Linked DNA regions of Gossypium hirsutum: regions 2 and 3 are each linked to region 1. The links are chromatin contacts, called in public Hi-C maps. All regions are on one chromosome and are shown on one strand. Each heading gives the region's core, a stretch centred on a gene start, on an enhancer-like site or on the middle of the called end of the contact. The rest is flanking DNA. Distances are from core to core; before and after follow the strand shown. Region 1 holds the start of LOC107950654 (NADP-dependent malic enzyme). Region 2 holds the start of LOC107950626 (probable dolichyl pyrophosphate Glc1Man9GlcNAc2 alpha-1,3-glucosyltransferase). Region 3 has its middle 66 kb from the start of LOC107943047.

Evidence for each region. A called contact is a pair of places that touch in the nucleus more often than the background predicts.
Region 2: a Hi-C map of leaf shows a contact between it and region 1, with 2.9 times the contacts expected there. The contact joins the promoter of LOC107950626 here to the promoter of LOC107950654 in region 1. A contact is called at or near these places in 4 of 34 Hi-C or Micro-C datasets (hypocotyl, leaf and seedling).
Region 3: a Hi-C map of leaf shows a contact between it and region 1, with 3 times the contacts expected there. The contact joins the enhancer-like site here to the promoter of LOC107950654 in region 1. A contact is called at or near these places in 6 of 34 Hi-C or Micro-C datasets (callus, hypocotyl, leaf and 1 more).

The regions. Positions count from the first base shown.
Region 1 is chrD03:11,498,662-11,502,030 of Gossypium_hirsutum_v2.1, forward strand. LOC107950654 (NADP-dependent malic enzyme) reads right to left here and starts at 1,595. Exons shown (of 20, transcript XM_016885534.2): 1 at 1,262-1,595; 2 at 763-1,046; 3 at 65-185. The coding sequence starts at 1,291.
Region 2 is chrD03:11,689,950-11,693,318 of Gossypium_hirsutum_v2.1, forward strand. LOC107950626 (probable dolichyl pyrophosphate Glc1Man9GlcNAc2 alpha-1,3-glucosyltransferase) reads right to left here and starts at 1,835. Exons shown (of 9, transcript XM_016885506.2): 1 at 1,585-1,835; 2 at 1,359-1,457; 3 at 549-611; 4 at 352-451; 5 at 177-229.
Region 3 is chrD03:11,322,990-11,326,358 of Gossypium_hirsutum_v2.1, forward strand. No RefSeq gene overlaps it. Among protein-coding and RNA genes, the nearest start is that of LOC107943047, 66 kb to the left of the region's middle. Within about 2 kb of position 1,637, at least 3 of the 9 cell types and tissues checked have an H3K27ac peak or open chromatin away from gene starts, as enhancers often do. A contact at or near this core is called in leaf, where this site is marked.

The sequences.
Region 1 (3,369 bases), core at 345-2,844:
AAATCGACAAAATCTAATCCGAACAACTCAAACAAAGGTATGATGTAGAAGCAGGGTAGAAAACCTGTAGGTCTTGAGAAATAACGGTTGGGGGAAGAAGACCACGCAAGTAATGAGCATCTCTCTCTTTCTCAGTGAAGGCAAGGCCTTTGTTGTGGTGAGGATCTCGCAACAAAGAATACCCACTGCAGCAGATGATGAAGAGTTAGACTAGGGCACTAATGATCAAACATGTCATATGTTCTAGCATTAGAGAAACTCCATTCATCCCAAACAACTAATACAAAGACAAAGGTGGTGACAGAAGAAGAAGAAAACAATATAAAAGCTCCCAAAGAATTGATTACTAAAACTATATATTTATTTTACTCAGACAAGGGAGATGGCTGAATATGCACTAAAAAGTTTCTTTTCTTTTCTTTCTAATTCCTCAATTACAAAATTTCAGCAACAAAGCAAAGATCTAGCATTGAAGATAAAACAGTCATAGATTCCACCACATAAGCACCAAAAAGAAAATCATAAATAAACACAAACTATTATAATATAAACCATACAATAAAATAAGATCCAGCACTAAAAAAGGGGCTTAGTTTAGTGGGTCCAACAAACCATACAAAAACAATGATATTAGATCTCACAAACAAGTATAAAAATGTCAAACCATCATGACATAGCAAGCAAACCTATTAAGCTCATAAGGAAGAAAATGAAAATTAAACAAAAATAGTTATTATGAAAGGAAAAATAATAGAATCTTACCTAGCAACAGAGACAGACCAAGGGGTGACAAGCTGATCCTCTGTGGCGGCGTCATCATAGTAGACTTCACGATCACCGCCGGCAACGGTGAGATTGATGTCCACGTCAGCAGCAAAAGAAGTGTCATCTTGTGTTATTCCTTTGAATGCATTGTTGTTCTCAATCAGAACGCTGGCGTTTGTATCGCTGTTGGGACCTAAAGCCGTCGCTTTGATCGAAGCTGGCGGCAGCTTATTCAACTTGTAAGAGAAAAGGCTTGACGACCCAGAAATGCCGCTGTTGTTCTGTTTCAAAACAGACAGTAACGATATTAAATTGAAAACAAAAAGGAGACCTTTGAGATCTTTAATGGTATAAAAAGGACCTTGAAATACCAAAAAGAAAAAAGGGGAAAAAGAAGGGAAAGAGATTTAATCTCTTAGTTTCGATTTAGAATTAAATTCTAGGAAATGGGTAGTCAAGAAATAGTGAGAGTAACAATGGGTTGATTTGAAATTACCAGAAAACAGCTTCTATGCAAGGAGATCATGGTGACAGAAAATGCGAAAGACCAAGGCTAGAGCTTTGCTTGAGCAGCCTTTGGATCTCTCTCTCTTTCTCTCTCTCTCTCGGTCTTTGAATGAGCAAAGAAAGAAATGAGAACTTGTTGAGATATGTGTGTATATAATATAATAATACAAATATATAGCTTTTGTTGTATTGTTTATATATTAATATGCGAAAAGGCAGAGATAAAAGAGAGGAGGAAGGGAACAGCAGAGAAAAGGAAGAAAAGCCTGGAAAACGTGTCCACTTTTGTTTTTCCCTCTCAACCTCCGTTAGTCTGCAGCAAATGACATGTGGGTAACTCATTTTGCCCATTTATTACGAAAGTACCACCATCAAGTGGAATGAACCTAATAAATTGTGGACCCCACTTGCTAAGCTTTTTAAGTTGGAACAAAAGGAAAGGGTTTGTGTGTCTGATCTGAGTTTGGTTTTTGCGGTTGTGTCTGTCGTGGTTGGTGCGGGAAATTCCATATTTGGTTTGCTGGGTTTTTTCTTTTAAATAATACTAAAAATTTAATTAAATACAAAAATATAGTGGGAAATAAATTAATTATAAAAATAGGATGTTTGTTATTTTATTTTTTGGTGACGCGACGTATAAGCAACATTACCTTTACTTTTTGTTCAATATGTTGTAATCATGTTATTTTTAAAAAATAATATTTTTTTTGTCGCCTGACAGAGTGGCAGAATTAGTATGTATTTTTAAAATATTGTATTTTCATAGGTATTATAGTGGATAAAAAATATGAAAAAATATTTTTTATTGGTTTTGTCTGATACACTGGTGACACTGCTTTGAATTTTTTTTAAAAAAAACAAAGTTGATAAAAAAAAAGAAAAGGTGCATCAAGATTTGGAATAACGACATTGATTAGAATGTTTTGAGGGTTGACTTAATATCCGCCTTGGTTGAGTGATGATGCCCGAAAACCCACACATTTTCATTTGCCATGTGGGGAGTGCACTATCACCTTAAAAGATGTTGCATTGCAACTCGAGCTCCCATTGGATGGTGGTTGCAGTCACAGGTTCAAGTAAAGTGATCGAACCTGCGTCGCTTTGCTATCAATTGCTTGGACGATCGATGGTTGATGGTGGTGCTAAGTTTACTAGTTTGAGATTTTCCTGGTTAAAACAAATTATCAAAACCTTATCGAGTAGTGCCTCTGAGTGGGAGAATATGTGCGCTGCTTGAGCGTATATAATGGAGGTGATAGGGGGCACTCATGCCAAACACAAATAATAATAAAGTCCACCTAATGTACTGGCCTCTATTGGCTAATTTTCAAATTGCTCATTCGTATAGTTGGGGTTCAACAGTATTAGCAACGTTGTACCTTGAGCTTTGTCGGGTGACAAAGCACCATACATAAGATATAGGCAGGTGCCTGATATTGCCGTAGTCCTGAGCATTGTCAAAGATGCTATTTCTAGCATCATTGAGTCACCAACATTATGTTTTCTCATTTGTAAATAAGTAAAAAAAATTAAAAATTCGATTAAGAATTATTTTTAATGAAAATGTTATCTAGCAAGTTTGCTTTCTTTTCAGATGGTGTACTTGTTTGAGGATTGGGAAGTCTGAAACCCTCGTTGTCTACAGACAAATGATTGAGGCATACACCAGAGAGAAGATAATTTTTAAAAAAAATAAAATTATATTCATGTAAGGTAATTATTTTAGTTATGTAATTTTACTCATGTCACTATAACAATATTATTAATTGTGTAATTTGTTGGGAAATGTGCACATATTGTAATAAACATGTAATTTTTTCTATATATTTGAACGATGAATAAATAAATAAAGTTAAATTCACATTTCACTATTATTTCTTTTTTATTTCTATCTTTCATGTTTTGCATGCATAGCAAAATTGTGACAAGTAAATATTAGCTCGTTGATTGTCTAAGTTCAAACTGATGATAAGTGACACTGTAAGAATGTTTACATTATGAGAAAGACAACATACTTCAGTAGATAATTTAAACTAGTTTGTAATCCCGTAAAAGAATCAAAGTGAGCATTTGATTCAAATACTTAAAAAGATTATT
Region 2 (3,369 bases), core at 585-3,084, 190 kb after region 1:
CAAACGGCCAGGAAAAAAATGAAGAGAAAATAATAAAGGATACCAGGAACAAGAAAGGTGCCAGATATAGTTCTATTTAATCAAATCGCAAAATTCATATATGGTAATCATTGAGAGCCCCTTATATCTTACTTTAATAAAGCTTCCTATTAAGAAAAATTCCAAAGTGAACTTACATGTCTGATTTATGACTCAACTGCTTTTGTGGCAGGATAATCTGCAAGTGAACCTGTTGAGAAAGAGTTGTTTCTTCAGCATTCTTTAAAATGAAAGAAGGAGAAAAACTTCATAAGATCATGAGTTATATTGCTTCCAATTGAGAAAATGCTAAGGTAAAGAAAAAAGTAGTACAGTAATTCCTTCTTTCACAAGTGGGAAGGGTCCCAAACAACTTTCTTACACCTGGCAGTTTCACCTTCAGATGTTACACCACTAACTTTGCCTTCCAGAGCTGCCAACAAATAATTTAAAGGCATTAATTAATAAATAAATAAAGGAAAACAAATCAATAGATTAGCTGGGCCTTTGGACTATGCAGAAAATGGAACCTGAATCAGGTTGAGTGATGTAGGCTCTCCTCCATAGTACTTGTTCCTATCCATATGCAGAACCTAAATGCATGATGAACAGCACCAAATGAAATGAACAAACAACAAAAGTAATATAATAAATATCTAGCACCATTTTGTAATTTTCCAAAAAGAGCGAAACAAAAGACACTTTCTACTTTGAAATCAACGTTATAGAATAAACAAGTTGCATTTCCTTTCACAAGTAAAGCATTTAGGAAAACCAAGCTTATCTAGAAGACTCACTTTACCTTAGCACAAACATTTTCAAGAGTTACATAGTGCAAGCAATTGGGGATGGTTAGACGATAAAGAGGTTTTACTCAAAAAAAGAACTATGATCAACTATACAAGCAGGATCATGAGAATTTTTCACATTTGACAGGGGGATGTCAGTAGTTGGCATCCCTTGATTAGATTAAACTGATTTATTTCAGTATAATTGCATCGTTGTAGCTACTGACAGGAGGATTGAAAATTTTAGGGGAAACATATCCTATTTGCAGCAACCTCGTTAAAATGTAACAGATCCATGCCTTAATCAAAGGCACCTCGATAAGGAATGGTGCAGAAAAAGGAGGGGGGAGAGAGAGAAAAAGAAAGATAGGCATAGACGTGGTGTTTGCCTTAATCAATGGCAACGATATCCAACAGATCCGTACACAAATCTAAGATGTACCCATCAAGATCTAGGATCAGAAATCAATTACTTAAAAGAAAAACAAAGAAAAGAAGATAGGAAATATATTATAGCAGCAGGTAAATGGGAAGAAAAAGAAAAAAGAAGACCTTGAGTCGATGAACAGAAAGAAGAGAGCGGAGGATGCGTTCGTTGAGAGCAGTTCCTAGCACTACGGCATCGTGGCTGACTATGAGCTGCCTATAGTGCTGTTCTAAACGATTAGCAAAGACGGTGAGGAGTTAGAATTTCTAGGGTTTGATAGATTAATTCATATTATTAACGAACAAATTAAGTACCAGATTAATTCATATTATTAACGAACAAATTAAGTACCTAGGTAGTAGACTAGTAGCAGTAGACAGCAGTAGTTAATTGTAAGTTTTCTTGTTCAGTTGCTGATTGATGAGATTCAGAGACGAGAAGAGATACGCTTTGGTTTCGCTTCAATGGTGATTATCAGGAGAGAGAGGTCAATGGAGAAATAGAATGGGAATTGAGAAGGGAACTTCAACTCGCCCAAACTCCTTTTGTTCGAAATAGGAGACCACGTGGCCAAAAATATTAGTTTGAAAAATAAACGACCCGTACTATTGTTAAATTATCACTTTGATATTTGTACAATTTTTTATTAATTTGGCTATTATACTTTATTTTTGGTTCTCAATGTGTACTATTATTCTCTATACCCCGTTTTTATAAATCAATTGTAAAGATAAAGCACCCCGTTTTTATAAATCAATTGTAAAGATAAAGCAGTTGTACTACAAATTGGTTGTCATTAAATTAAGCTTGCTCAATGATTTATGTTGGGATCTCTTTGAACCTGATAGAACCATATGAGATCTTTTGCATTGCACCAACCCATATATGAGTTGTAGCATTAACTTCTTTTGGGACATTTTGTAAAATTATCTGTCACTTTCTGCTACAAAGTTCCTTTATTTTTATCACTAAATCACTGTTCAATTTACCACGAGATTTGTTCGAAATTGCTGTAAGGGCTTAGGCATAATCCATTTCAACGATAATAATATCCCATTTAGCATCCCAAGACAACACAAGGGCGTCATAAATTGCCCAAAGTTTCGTCTGCTCGACACTACATCTTCCAATATTTTGCCTACACCTCCAGGCCATCTGCCCATAACATCTAACGCCACAACAGCAGCTGATGGAAATCCCAAACTCGAGGATTTTGCCCCATCCGTGTTTAATTTAACGAAACCCGACGGAGGAGGTTTCCAATTATTGTAACGGCTAAAGCTCCTAGAAGATCCAACAGATGAAATAAGACAATGCTTGATAGAACTCGCCCAACTCTATGAAGAGATAAGAATATGCTTTAAATCAACATCCACCCCTTGAACAATCCACATATTCCTTTGTTTCCACATATTCCAACAAATTATACCAAACAGAGATTGCCACTTTACCTCAGTATAGACTAGATCAAGATCATTCCTTAAATTTAAAGTGATCTAGTCTAATAACAGGATGGAAAAAGTTGCATTAAACATCTTTCAAGGATAAGTTGTTTCCACAGAACACGAGCCTTGTTACAGTCTTGCAAAACATGGATGATAGATTCTTCAGAATTACCACAAATTAAGCAATAAGGATTGCCAACCATTCCTCTTATGAATCTTTCGGCATTCGTTAGCAATCGTTCCTTAAAAACTAACCAGAAGAATTGTCTAACGTGTTGAGGGCCCTCAAAAGACCAAGCCAATTTCCATTTGCTGTCTACAGGTTTCAAATAGTTCTACATCAGGTGTTTGTATGTCGATTTGATAGTAAACTCACTGTTAGTAGATCATGTGGAAATTAGCTCATCTTGCCCAATAGAAGGATTCGAAGGCATGATACCTACAATATAAAGAACAACGTTTCTATCCACCATACAATGCCAAAAATTCCAATCCCAACTACCGTCAACTAACGTAACCTCCCAAAGGGTAGTATCCATATTAATGAGATCCATATTACAGCAAAAGTTAATAAAATGACTAATTTTCGAGACCCAATTATTTATCCATACTATGATTGGATCACCAACAGACCAAGCGACCTCCAAACAAAGGAACACAAACCCTTCGATATGTCCACCGGACACACGTC
Region 3 (3,369 bases), core at 387-2,886, 180 kb before region 1:
AAGTTGAGTTATGATGGTACTTATAGGAAATTTCAAACTACTCATCGGTGACTTTAGCTTTTTCCTTCGCTTTTGAAGAAATCGGATTGTCAATAGCTACGAATTAACATAAACAAATAACACGATCAATAATTCACCCAATTCATAGTCAATTATTATCCTAGACAAACTTCACATTTCATTCAATTTAAATTCTTAAAATCGAAACAAGCATAACTCTCCATTCTAAGCGTCGATTTATAATCCGCCTTCATTTCCTTCTATTTTAGACCCTCTATTATCGATTTCTAACAAAATCTCATAACTACTCTACTTGATATCTACTTTATTTTCTCAAGTGAAAAATCTAACATCCAACTTCAAAAATCTAGTCATTTTTCATGTATACACTAAAAATCTATCAATTTAACATAAAAAAAAGAAAAATCATTAATGGTAACTTTCTAAAACTTTAACGGTTTTATAAATTGATACACAAATTAGTTAAATTATGATTCCCCGATCTCAAAAATATAAAATTTATAAGAAAAGTAATAAATTACACTTACCAATTTGTGGATTAAAGTTTGAAACCCTAACCAAATCTATTATGTTTCTTCTCTCTTTTTTTTTTCTTGTCACGTGGAAGGATGGAGAAGACATCTTCTCTCTCCTTCCACTTAAACTAGTTTAACTTATTTTATTTTTTATAATTTTTTATAATAAATAATAACATATAACATCAACATTTTTTAGCCACAAAATTGGCATTTTTTATTGCCATCCAAAATTTTTGGGCTATTAGCAATTTTAGTCCTTTTTAACTATTTTCAAATTAAAATTTATAGCGATCTAAATTTTCAATTTAATTCTTGAACTAGATTAAATACTCAAATCAACTGAATTACTTAACCTCGATTCAATTCATTTATAGCATAACTCCGTAAATATTTTTATTAATTATTTATAGACTCGGTCTATTAAAATGAAACCTAAAATCGTACTTTTCGACACCACTGTATCGGGTTGTTACATAGTCCATATTTTTCAATTAGATCATTCTAAGTCTTTATACTTTTTGAATTTTAAAATTTTAGTCTTGACATAAAGAATAATAATTAATCCATTACCTAGATTTTAAATAAACCATGCTTAGTATTAACATTTTAAAGATTACATTTTTATTATCTTACCATTATGCCTTGATATTGCATATGTGGTGATAATTGCTTACCTCATAATATATTGAGTCAAAGGTTGGGATGTAGATGCAAAAATTTTGAGGTGTTTTGTTTTCACTTCTCTTGCGATCTTTTTATATGGTTTTGGCGTTTTATAGGTTTAAAATGGTATTAGTATTTGTATTGCAGATTTAGTTTTTATATTGTAATTTGGTTACCATATATATAATTTAGTAAAAAGTTTTTTATTATAAAAATAGGTTTAAAAAATTACACATGTCTTTTTAAAATATATATTTTTATTTTTTTAATATTTTATTATATTCTTGTAAGACACTTATCAACTTCTTAATTTTACTTGTGGAGTTAAAACTTTCATTAAAAGATTTATGAATTTGTAATGTGTGATGTAGGATCCATAACAGAGATAAAAACTTGGTTTTACAAGATGACAAGGCCTATAAATTAAGGCTTCAAACAAAACCCTATGGACTAAAAGAGGCCCCTATGTTCGGGCACAATATAAATCCATTTCGTAGCCCTTCCTTCAAACAAAAAATGGATTTATTTAAGTTTGCTCGGTACATCTCGATGGGAGTGGAAATATATATTGTTAGATTTATTATTGCTTAAAGTTGGTATATTTTGTTCCATCATTCATTTTGTTTTGTTATGAATGTAAAATATTGAAAATAATAATCACCTATGTAGATGTTTGATGCGTTTAACCTTTGTCTTGTCTCGTTCTATTTTAATTTATTCAAAAAATTTTATTCCATTTGAAATCTATTAAATGATTCAAATTTTATTATCCTGAGATTTTCTTATATTTTTTTTTGTTTAAGTGAATAATGTGAGCTTGATCTAAATTTTATTTTTGAAATGCCTTAATAAACTTACTAATTAAAATAATACCCTCGAATCCAATGTAACATCCATTTTAAAATATTGATTGCACTTTTTGACATCTCTTATGTGTGAATTCTAAATTAATCATATCGTATCTTACTATTTTGTAATTTGTACCCAGCTTATCATGCAATAAAGAAAAAGAAAGGGTTAATACAAGATCCAAGGTTTGGGGGGGGGGTCTGGAGCAGATATCATAGTGTTATTGTCTTAAATTTGGATATGAATTAATCCTGCTCATCATTTTCTTTAACAACCCAAATCCAGTCTGGATAATTCATGATTTATATATATATATATTTCATCTTTTACTTACTACGCCAACCACCTTACCCAAATTTATTATCTTTGTTCAACTAATCCTGGGGTTCGGTTTCATAATTCCATAAATAAACAAAAAGTACATACCTAAAATGATAATTTATTATTATACGAGGACACAAAAAGCTATAAAATCTTAGGTCACGGCACTGGAAAATCATTTTCCAGCTAAAAGCACATGCAATGATGCATATGATGTGGACATGGGGACCCTCAATTTCCCTTCTGCTAAATCATTTCTTAAAAACATGGCTTGTTTTGTTTTTCAAATATTTTTCTAATAATACAATATATTAGATTTTTAAGGGAAGTGTAAATTTAAATTTTAAAGACAATATTATTAACAGAAATAAAACAAATATGAAGAATATTAACACATATACTTTTAAAAATGCAAGTAAACATAAAATATTTTATACAAATTTGAGATTGGATAAAAATTTACTGGTTGAAGAGACCAAGGCCCTGCATTTACTGTTCTCTTTAAGTGTGTTTGGTGTTGATATTGGAGAATTTGATATAATAATAAATATATATGTCTGGTGCCTCCCAAACAATCTTGAATTCTTGGATTAATTTTTACATCTTAGAAGCGAGAAAGATATATGCGTCAAGTCGGGTTTATTTGCATCAATTGTGCTACCTTTTTTGTTTTATAAATAGGTCACTAATTATCCTCAACATTGTATTGTCTGGTTTAAACATAGGAAGATTTTCTCCAAATCAAATAAATCTTGCATTTTGATATTTAGATTAAAATTTCTTTTCTCGTAAAATATTAGAGATTTAAATATAATAATTATATCATGTTGCAAAATTCTCATTTCTCAATTCAATGAAACAATAATAACTCTATTAGGTCGGTTATATTTTTTAAATGTGATTTTAGTTGCAATTCAATTTGCATTTGATATTTTTTAACTGAAAAATTTTAGATTTTTTTTTATGCACGTACTTGGAAGATTTTTAGTAGCATTTT